Regions from separate parts of the Oryctolagus cuniculus genome. Here regions 1 and 2 are each linked to region 3. The links are chromatin contacts, called in public Micro-C maps. All regions are on one chromosome and are shown on one strand. Each heading gives the region's core, a stretch centred on a gene start, on an enhancer-like site or on the middle of the called end of the contact. The rest is flanking DNA. Distances are from core to core; before and after follow the strand shown. Region 1 holds the start of STAM2 (signal transducing adaptor molecule 2). Region 2 holds the start of ARL5A (ARF like GTPase 5A). Region 3 holds the start of ARL6IP6 (ARF like GTPase 6 interacting protein 6).

Region 1 (3,055 bases), core at 133-2,632, 530 kb after region 3:
AGCAGAAACTACAGGGCCAAAGAATCTGAATCTGAAAATCTAAAATGCAAAGAAAAGAAAAAAGAATTTAAAATAATGGAGTATGTAAGAACCGAGGGAGAATTACAAAAAGCATAATGGAAATATCAAAAGAAAAAGAACAAAAGAAATATCTGAAGCAACGACTGTGAATTTCCCAAAATTAATGATACTACAGATCCAACGACAGATACAACGCCGAACAGTACGAATTCCAAAAAACTCTATACATAAGTACATCCCAATCAATATACAGAAGATCAAAGGCAAAGAGAAAATCTGAAAGAAGCCCGAGATGGGGAAAACACCTTACTACCTACAGGGGAGTAAGGATAAGAACTACAAGTGGGTTCAGAAACCATGGAGGCACGAAGAGAAAAAGTGAACTATTTAAAGTGTACAATGAAAAAAAAAAAACCACCAATCTAGAATTCTCTATCTATTGAAATTAACCTTTAAAAGTAACGAAGAAACAGGCTTTCTCTGGCACACGAAATTCGAAGGAATCTGGCGACAGTGGAATTATCTTACAATAAATGTGAACAGAAGTGCTCAGGGAGAAGGAACACGACATAGGGCCGAAATGTGGATCTACATCTTCAAAACGAAAAGCAGTAAAAGAACAGGTGAAAATAAGATAAAATCTTTTTCCTTATAAAATTTTTCCTTAATTGAATAGCTAACATGCTAGCTATTAGTCCAATTAATAGTCACTGTGAGAGAGAGGAAACATTAGGACAAAAGTGAAGTCAAGGGGCTGGGGCTGTGGCATAGTGGATAAAGAGGCCAACCTGTGAGATAAACACAAGTTCGTTGTCTCATGAGGGGAGACAGACAACCTAGGAGGCAATTATGTCCTCGGGAAAACCATGACGGAGGGCGACGAGGGGCAGGGAAGGTGTGAGTCCAAGGGGTGCTGACATTCCAGTGCCGGGCCGGATGCGACGGCCATCTGTTTGCTAATTACTAGTCCCACACGGTCGCCTACGACCTCGTACATAGGCACTGCCCCTGTGAAGAGTAGGGGGTTTGCCTCATCCGCCTTCGGATTCCCGGAGTGAGCACTGCTTTTACGGCGAGGAGGCGGCGGGAGGCGAAAGGTACGAGTCCCTGCAGAGCCCTAAGCGCCGCGACCACCGCTTCCCATGGGCGGCTGTTCTCGGGGGATTTGGGGCGCAGCGCCCTAGAGGTGGGCGAGCAGAGCTAAGCCAGGCCTCGGGCAGACTCGCAAAGCCACCGCGCCGCCAGCGGCTCCGTTTCCAGGGCTACCGCACTGTGACGCGAACGCAGCCACGGGCGCTCAGCGGCCGCCGGCGACCAGACCTGCAGCCCTAGAACTCCATCAGCAAGAAGAACCGGGCAGTTACGATCCGCGCCCCCAACTCCGCCCGCCCCACGAAAAACCCGGGCCCGCCGCGCCCCCTGCCGCGCCGCCGGTCGCATTGCAGCTTCCGGACCTCCTGCGTTTCTCATCAGCAACTTCCGTTTCCGAAGGTCCCGGCTCCGTGGCTTGCCGAGGTCCTCGCCACGGAAAGGTGGCCGCGCCAAACGCCTGAGCCCTGCGAAGGCCTGGGACCAGGACTGCTGCCTCCTCTAGGTGGGCGGCTGCGACAGGGGCGCTGAGAGGATGCCCGATGCCGGCGGGACGTCGTCCCAAAAGCGGAGTCGGGGGCGGAGCGCCCGCTGGCAGCCCGTCAGGCAGGCAGGCGTCAAGCCGGCCCGCGGGCGGAAGAACGGGGCGGGCGTCCGGAGCGGAGTCGTCTAGGAAGCCGCGGTCCCGGGTCAGCCGGCGGGGAGGAGCTGCTGAGACCCAGCCAGACCGCAGGGACGCGGACCCGGACGCCGGCGAGATGCCACTGTTCACCGCCAACCCCTTCGAGCAGGACGTGGGTGAGTGCTGCGCCGGGTCCTGGGCGGCTGTAGGTGCAGCCGGAAAGTGGGCGGCGGCGACTCTGACTGCGGACTGGGAAGGGGCGGTGCCGCCGCCTCTGCGACGGAATGTTTTGGGGGCGATCTCGGCGCGTCGCAGGGGGTCTAGGGAGTACTTCCTGCCTGCGTAGGTTGGAGATCCCTAAAGGGCGGTGCCCCTCGCCGGGCGCCGGGAATACGGCCGAGCTGGAGTTGGAGTCTGGACTGATTGCATACTTAGGGAGTTGTCGCGAACTTTCTGCCCCTCTTGGAGCCTGTTGATGAGCCCTCCTGCCTTGGAAGAGGCGGCGGCTGTGGATACCATACTGTCTAGGGCAGCTCGGCGCTGGAGAGGTCGGCTGCCCCGTGTCGAATGGGGAGAGCTCACGTACACGCGCGTGCAAGCGCTGATGGCACACATTCAGAATTCATGGACGGTTGTACAGGTGCCGTCCTACATTCAGAATTCACGTACGGTTGTACAGGTGCCGTCCCTTACCTTCGATCGCGCAGATGCGACACGTCCTGTCTTGGGAGATGAAAAGGAAAACTCTGGCATCTCAGAAAAGGCTAGAACATCTCGCATTTTCTGCTTGAAAACTTGTCTGGTAAAAGTAGACTGCGTTGTTCTGCCCCCTGCACTGTTCCAGAGCTTCCCCTTAGTGGCTCCTGAGCCCCTGCAGGATTTAGTGGGTCACACTTTAGCATCACTTCGGTAAGAGAGTTACCACTGTTGAGATGAAAAGTACTGTTGTTCATAGATGATCTCGTGGACAGTGCCGTCATCCAAAGCTTCAGGCGCTTGCTTGTCAGCTCATGTGTGACTGGATTCAGTATCCAAAGGCAACTTAAGGATAAAAAGCTAATTCTACAAGTGGATGGAATTAGAGAAAGTGGAATGAAAGGCTAACGAGCTTACATTGGCCTTAAACCTGTATCAGGCAAGAAAAATTTGACATGTTGCATTTTCATGTCTTAACACTTTTTAATGTGAAATAGTTAATAACAAAGCAACTCATTAGTTGACTTGAGATGTCTCCTGAAATGTTTCTTTACAGAGTGTTATCTTTTTTACCTACAGTCATGTGACACATAAGATGTTTTGTTCAATGAGGGACCACGTACATGA
Region 2 (3,398 bases), core at 185-2,684, 910 kb after region 3:
TAAATCCAGTCAACTCTACTCTCAAAACCGGAAGAAGCCTCTGCAATGACATTTTGCATTCTCGATACTTATGGATAAATCCCCCTTTAAAAGGTCTCAGATGAAATCTGTTTTCACAAATAGCTTCCCACCAGTGAACAAGATTCCCAATTAATTCTACAGTAGTTCCAAATTTTTATTGTACCTACAGGTGGTATAGTTGGGCAAGAATATTGGAAAGGCAAATGAAGATTTTTTTTTCTTGAGAGACACTTAGAAAATAATCGAGGACAAACTCCTTAATGTAGATTACAAAATATGAGGTCCTAATTTCACAACTTGATGGATCTGACATATCTATGTCTATAGATTTAATAAATCTATAGAGATGTGTGGGAGTTTGCAAAATGCCTTAGACCAGCCAAAACATGACCTACACTGTGCAAGAACAGAACTATGAAAGAGTACAAATTGGTTATGCAAACAATATTGTATTTCTAAAGAGCCTATAGCACTTCATTAAGTAAATCCAGACATGATAATCTTTACAGTGGGTTATTATAGTTATTTCCTTTCCCTTCCTTGGTGTATGTCTCCTGTAAAATTTGTCCTTTTAACGATAAGCCCCAATAAATTACTTTTCTGTATATTGAGGTGATGAGGTAGAGCTAACAGCACTGAGGTGAAAAGGTGTAGTTGATTGTATTTAATTGCATTCAGCTGTTGGAAATAAAGGGCACAATGTAGTTCAAACGCCTTTTACAACTCCCCTCCTACTCTTCCTTCTCTTCCGTTTTACCAAAGTTACAGAGAATACAACGGGCTGGAGTTATTGCTGGTTTTGCTTTTTCCCCACCTCTCGCCTCCAAATTAGTTGAGACTAATTTTCATAGTCATCAGCTAACCTAGAATCAAAGCAAGGCCTCAGAGATCAACACTGTTTATTCCCTATGTGAACACTGAGGCCTGGAGGGGTTTAGTAACTTGGCCAGCTGGAAAAAACACAGGGGATTAAAAACGCCGACAGGAAGTGACCTCATGATTCACTTACATTTTACTTTTCAACACCCCACAGTGGAGGGTGGACCTAGTCCTTGCACAGCAGAGGACATAGCTGTTCAGAGTACAGACTAGAAGAGCAGAGCCAGCACTTGACCGACTGTTACAAGGCAGCAAGACTCTTCTCAGCTTTGCTGCCCACACAATGTTTTTAACCAGAGTGACTTCATCAAAATGATCGCTTTGGGCAAACGGACCTGAGATTGGAGAGAGTAGGACTCCAAGGCTCAAAGACGGCCATAAGACGACTCGGTGACTTCAGCTGGGCTAGAGGATGGAAACAGAACAAGCTTATGATTCCCTCAAAGCCCCTTGGGGGAACATCATGTCGTGGAGGGCCAAAACATGGGACCTCTGCCCTAGCGTGTGGGAAGGGCTGGGAATTTATTATATAAATTACACACTTACATTATGCGTCTAGGGAGGAAATTTAGGGAAAACATAAAGACGCCGCGGAGATCCAACAGCAAGCAGACCAAAGTCACCCACCCCAACCGCAACCGGCACAGTCTCAACTCCAACACCTTCACACAGCCGCCTCGTTACGTAAATAAGGTGGAGCCAGACAGCTGCCTTCCCCAGACCCCGCCCCCTCAGACCCCCTTCCGGCCGCGCGCATGCGCATTCCCGCCTCGCCGGCCCCGCCCCCTCACCTCCCCCGCCCACGTGGTCCCCGCCACCGCAGCCGCCGGAGAGGAGCTGGGGGAGGACGGTGGCCCGCGAGGCTCGTCGCAGACAACGCGGCGGCGATGTCCGCGAGCCAGGCGAGTGCCGCGGCGGCAGCGGCGGGGCCTTGCGCGCTACAGGACGGCCTGGGCTTCGGCCTCCCTCCGGTTCCCTGGAAGCGGGCCGGCGGCCAGCGCGGGAGCAGCAGAAGCAGAGGCGGAGGCTCCAGCGCGTCTCTCTGCCCCTCCGCCTGAGCCCGGGGAGGCCAGGCGGCCGGGCGGCTGGAGGGGGTCCGCTGCCCGAGAATGGGAATTCTCTTCACCAGGATATGGAGACTGTTCAATCACCAGGGTGAGGGGCTCAGGCCGCGGGCGGGCGGCTGGGAGGGGAGAGTCAGTCTGGGGCGGGAGGGTGGGGGTCTCCAAATACTTCCGGAGTGCGGGCCGCGCGGGTGCTGACCCGGGACCGCCGGCCGGCTCGCGAGCTAGGGCCAAGTTCCCGATTCGCAGCCTTTTGTCTTAAGGGACCTTCCCAGGAAGTCCATTCCGCAGTACACCCATTACTCCGATTTCGATTGGGAGTGGGAAAGGTGGTTGCCTGCCCAACGCGGAGAGTGGCCGCGGCCTGGCCTTTCAGCCCGCTCTTGCGCCCGCAGTCGGGTTTGGACACCACGGAGCAACGCAGGGGTCTTCTGGGTTGAAGGGTGCTGCGGGTTACGGCCGCGGCCGCCCAGCGAGCGGCCCAGCGTTGCAGAATGCGGAGAGCGTGTGTGGTCGCTCTGGACTCGTGCAGTGCACTTGAGGCTTAGGAGCCTTCCCTCCACCCCCACCGCTCTTTTTGGGGCGGGAGGAGACTCCGGTGTCTCCTGCATGGAGACAGGTCTCTGCATTTGCCTTATTGATATCTGTCTTCGGGGTTAGGCTGCAGATGTTTCCCTACTTGTGTGGGTTATTTAATGAGGGGGTTTGTTATTGTTGCTGCTGCTGGGTTAAAGGTGGTAAAGGACTTCACCGAAAGCTTTATAAACCGTGCCGTCCGAAACATTTGTTAGGGACAGGTAACTAGCAAGTTACAGGGTATAGAGTTTATTCTCATCTGGGGATGCCTGAATTCATCTAAGCGCATACATTGCCATGAAATACACAGCTGGTTTGTGAAAGTTTGTTAGAAAATGAGTGTGTAAAACCGGGGAAAGGTACAATTTTAACAAAAAGCCAAGAGTTAGGAACAGGGTAGTGTTGTACTTTTGTTTCCTTTTAACTCAAGTCGGGTGATTCAATTATTCCTGCTGTCAATAACTTAGTTTATGTTTTCCTGTTGTATAATCTCCTGGTGGTGTCACATCTCACAGGTTTTCTAATAAAGACTTAATGAGGAAACAAGTTCGTGGGAATGGAATTAAAAGTATGAATTTATCTTGGTGCCAAAATGTGTTTTTAAGTCAATCCATAGTTTTTTGTAATAGGGATTTTCCGTATATTATGGGAAAAAACTTTGAATCCAGATAAACTCATGCTTTCTGTTCCCGCGTTTCCCTGGACTTTGCGAAGTGCCCTCATATTGTACCCCCTGCCCCCACCTCCTCCTCCATGTGAACCGGGCTTCTGTAGGCAGGTAATGGTTAGGGGGCAGAAGGGGAACTTGTGATCCGTACTGTACCTTTAAGTGTAGATCCACCTTTTAGTGTAGATCGA
Region 3 (3,556 bases), core at 663-3,162:
AAACACTTTAAGCACTGAAGAGCCATCTGCAACATCCTAGGGCTGGAAGGTAATGGAGAAAAACTAAAACTGGAAAGAAATAGATTTATTCAGTGAAGTAAAGCTAACACTTGAGTGACAATGTACAGGATGCTTCCATACAACACTTTCTTGGTTTTTCTTTTTCATTAATTTAGCCATGATCACACCCGAGTGTGATCACACACTGAGATTTTAACTCTTCAATTTAACATACAATACTCGGAAAACCATACTCGGATAATACACCCGTCAGTTTAGGAAAAACTTTCAAGAAACACTTATTTTTATTCTAATCTGGCCAATATTTCAACTTCAGACATGGGAAAATAAAACTACAGAAAGAATAGCCTGTACCTCACGCAGAACTTTGCATGCTACACCTGGTTACAAACTTGATCTTGGAAAAAAGCTGAGACTATTTCACCTCCAAAAGTCGACCTTTGGGCTGTGGGATGGAAATCCTTGCCCTTCAGAAATTGAGTAATGCGAAGGGCTGGTGGACAACATATCTTCAGGCATTTGTGGATCAACGCCCTTCCATACTCATAGCCTATTTAATTACACGCACTTCCTGCTGTCTGCTAGGAGGTGTTGTGCAGTTCGCTTACATAACTGTGCCAGTGTTTTGCCTCACTTGTTCAACGACCTGGATACTTCTTTCCAAGTCATTTAATTGAGAGACCTCTTCTTAAAATGGGTCCCCCGATCGCAGACCAGGGACCTCCGCCCAGGCAGCGAGGACAAAGAGGAACGGGTACAGAAAGGTACAGACAGGGCTCTGGGGGAACGCGGCTGCCTGCCTGCCTGCCTGCCTGCTCTGGGGACGGCGGGGGCTGAGGGCTGGACGGAAGCGAGAGCCACACCCGGGCCCATCTGAACTCTGGGCAGACTCTTCGGCCCGGGCTGCGATACCTTTTACGACCAGGTAGACGATGGCGAGCAGAAAGGCGAGGAGGATGGCGAACAGCAGCGCACACAGAATAGAAAGGACCTGAACCGGCCACTGCCGAGCCGAGGTTCGGCTTCCCGCAGCAGCCGGGAAGATGCCGTTGCGCTTCTCCGGCAGCACCGGCGACCCATCTCCATCTGGCGGGAACAGAGAACCTCTCCTGGACTCCGACGACGGCCCAGCCGAGAACTCTGCCCGCAAGTCGCGGGCCACTTGGGTGCATCCCTCCTCGTCGTCGACTTCGCCCACACCCCAGCTGTCCCCCTGAGAGAAGGCGGAGTACTGCGGCGCCGCGAAGGGCACCGGCGTGCCGAGGCGGCGGCGGCGCGGCGCAGAACGCCTCCCGCTCTCCACAAAAGACATGGCGGGAAAGACGGCGAGAACCGCCGAGGTCCAACGTCTCTCACTGGCCCCGCCCCGCGACCGCAACAGCCAATCAGCGGCAGGGCCCCGCTGCGGCCTCCACCACCCGGCCAGGCGCGCAGGGGTGCGAGAGGGTGGGCGGCGGCGCCGAGAGGGAGCAGAGGGCTCGCCGGAGAGGCTGGGCGCCTCGCGGCCGCGGGCCGATTCCGGGACAGCAGGCGAGAGCGGGCGCAGGGAAGCGTGCAGGGACAGGCAAGCCGAGGCCCCAAATAGCCGAGTTGCCTCTCCCCAGCGTGCTTAGTCCCGGCCACCGGCGCGTCGCCACCCAGGCAAGCGCGTGCCCCAGCAGCCCCACAGTCAACACCGGGTCCTAAAGCTCGCCCAGGCCCTTCCGATACACATTCAAGAGCCTGCGTGCTTTTCCCCCTCTACGCTCACACTGCTCCCCAGTCTGCTCCTCCTAACCCGTCGCTTTGCCTCGGGAGTCCATCCCGCTCTCGGCGTGTTTCTCCCCACCCACAACTTCCCTCCCAGCGACTCGGCGCGCTCTGCGCCGCTGCAGGCAGAGCTCCCTTGCTCTGGACGCCTCTTCGCTAGCCCGTCCCTCCCCGCCCCTTCGCCTCCCACACAGCGCGCGCACTGGCGCGCATCCTGCCCCAGCTACCGCTAACGCTGGAAGCTGCTTACCCCGCCCCCACCCCACTCCACCCCACCCCACCCTACCCTCTTGGGGGCGGCCGCAGGTTTGTGGCGCGTACGTAACTCGGGCGGGGGAGATGGTGAAGGCGGCGGGCCCCAATACCCCACCCCTACGCAGTGAGGCTTTTGGAGCTCAGGGAAGATAGGGCACGGTAGTCTTCCTCCGCCGAAAGGAAGTTGGTAGAGTTTTCCAGTCAAAGGACTCGACGCGGAAACTTCCTCTTGTCCCTCCTCTTCCCCCCCTTCCCGTGCACGGGACGCCGAGTGAGGCTGAGGCTCAGAGCCAATCGCCGCAGAAGTGCGAGTCGGCGGCGCACTGCGATTGGACAGCGGAGAAGCCTGTCATTTTATTGGCCCCGCTGAGCCCGCCCCATAGCTCAGGGCATCCTTTAACCTTTGGCCCCAGCGGGCGCCAGCCACTCAGATCGCTTCTTGTTGGTATGTGTAGCGGCAGTGGCCGCCGGCCGAGCAGTCTGAGCCCGACGATGAGGCCGGGGACGGGAGCCGAGCGTGGAGGCCTCATGGTGAGTGAAATGGAGAACCAACCTCCCTCGCGGGGTCCTGGGGACGGGGAGCCGAGATTGTCCGGCTCCAACCTCTGCTCCAGCTCTTGGGTTTCCGCTGACGGCTTCCTGAGGAGACGGCCCTCGGTAAGGGATCGGTGGTGTAGGGGGAAAGCGGCACAATGAAAAACGGAGGCAGACAGGAAGCGTACTCCGAAAGGAGAAGAGTGGAGTGGACGAAGGAAGAACTCCAGATGGTGGGCTATGTCCCGAGGGAGAGAGACGCAGGGCAGGGCTGCACAAAGAGAAGTATGTGGGACCTTTGAAGTTCCCAGTGGGCTTGGCCTAGACAGATGCGCGGTGAAGGTGCTGGCAGGCCTTGGGCGGGGCGAGCGTCTCGGAGCCGAAGGCCTGGTTTAGCAGAGGCTTGATGTCGCTAAGACTGCAAGAAGCTGATTTGTTTGCACGCGTAGTGGTGGTGGTCTGCGGCGGGAGGAGGGGGTCTCTGGGATAATTGGCTGGGGAGAATTCCCTGGTTTAAAAGCCAGGAACAATGGACACATAGGAAGAAAGTAGTGCGTTAAATGCGCAGTGAAATAGTTGACTTGGTTGTTTGCATTTAGTGTCTGTGAGTGACAGAAACTTAAGTTTTCGGAGATGTGTTTTCGGGAGAGGAACTTTTACCTGTGCTGAAGCTTAGGTTAGGAAATAGTATGTTAGGCATGAAGTGGCTCTGACAACCCATCCTGTGCATTCTGTTAAGACAGGTTTGCCTCGAAGTGAATTTGACAAATTCAAAGTCTTTGAAGTGTCAAATTAGTGGCATTGTAAAATGACAGCTGGCTTTTTTTTTTTATATCTATGTAAAACAGGATAAAGATGTGATTTTTTTGACCATAACTTTCTAAGTAAGCATTGAATATGTATTTTCCAAAACCAGCAAGCAATTCGGTAGATGATTGAATCAGTGCTTAGTGAAGGGGGGTGGGGGGACCAAGCTGATTCAACCCTCCAGGATCAT

Evidence for each region. A called contact is a pair of places that touch in the nucleus more often than the background predicts.
Region 1: a Micro-C map of ear pinna shows a contact between it and region 3, with 15 times the contacts expected there. The contact joins the promoter of STAM2 here to the promoter of ARL6IP6 in region 3. A contact is called at or near these places in 3 of 6 Hi-C or Micro-C datasets (ear pinna, psoas muscle and an unstated tissue).
Region 2: a Micro-C map of ear pinna shows a contact between it and region 3, with 13 times the contacts expected there. The contact joins the promoter of ARL5A here to the promoter of ARL6IP6 in region 3. A contact is called at or near these places in 2 of 6 Hi-C or Micro-C datasets (ear pinna and an unstated tissue).

The regions. Positions count from the first base shown.
Region 1 is chr3:89,704,797-89,707,851 of mOryCun1.1, forward strand. STAM2 (signal transducing adaptor molecule 2) reads left to right here and starts at 1,383. Exons shown (of 14, transcript XM_051848619.2): 1 at 1,383-1,908. The coding sequence starts at 1,653.
Region 2 is chr3:90,081,224-90,084,621 of mOryCun1.1, forward strand. It overlaps ARL5A (ARF like GTPase 5A), which reads left to right and starts at 1,435. Exons shown (of 5, transcript XR_011387294.1): 1 at 1,435-2,055.
Region 3 is chr3:89,170,530-89,174,085 of mOryCun1.1, forward strand. It overlaps ARL6IP6 (ARF like GTPase 6 interacting protein 6), which reads right to left and starts at 1,913. Exons shown (of 5, transcript XR_001793578.3): 1 at 934-1,913. It overlaps PRPF40A (pre-mRNA processing factor 40 homolog A), which reads left to right and starts at 2,265. Exons shown (of 26, transcript XM_051849562.2): 1 at 2,265-2,682. The coding sequence starts at 2,473.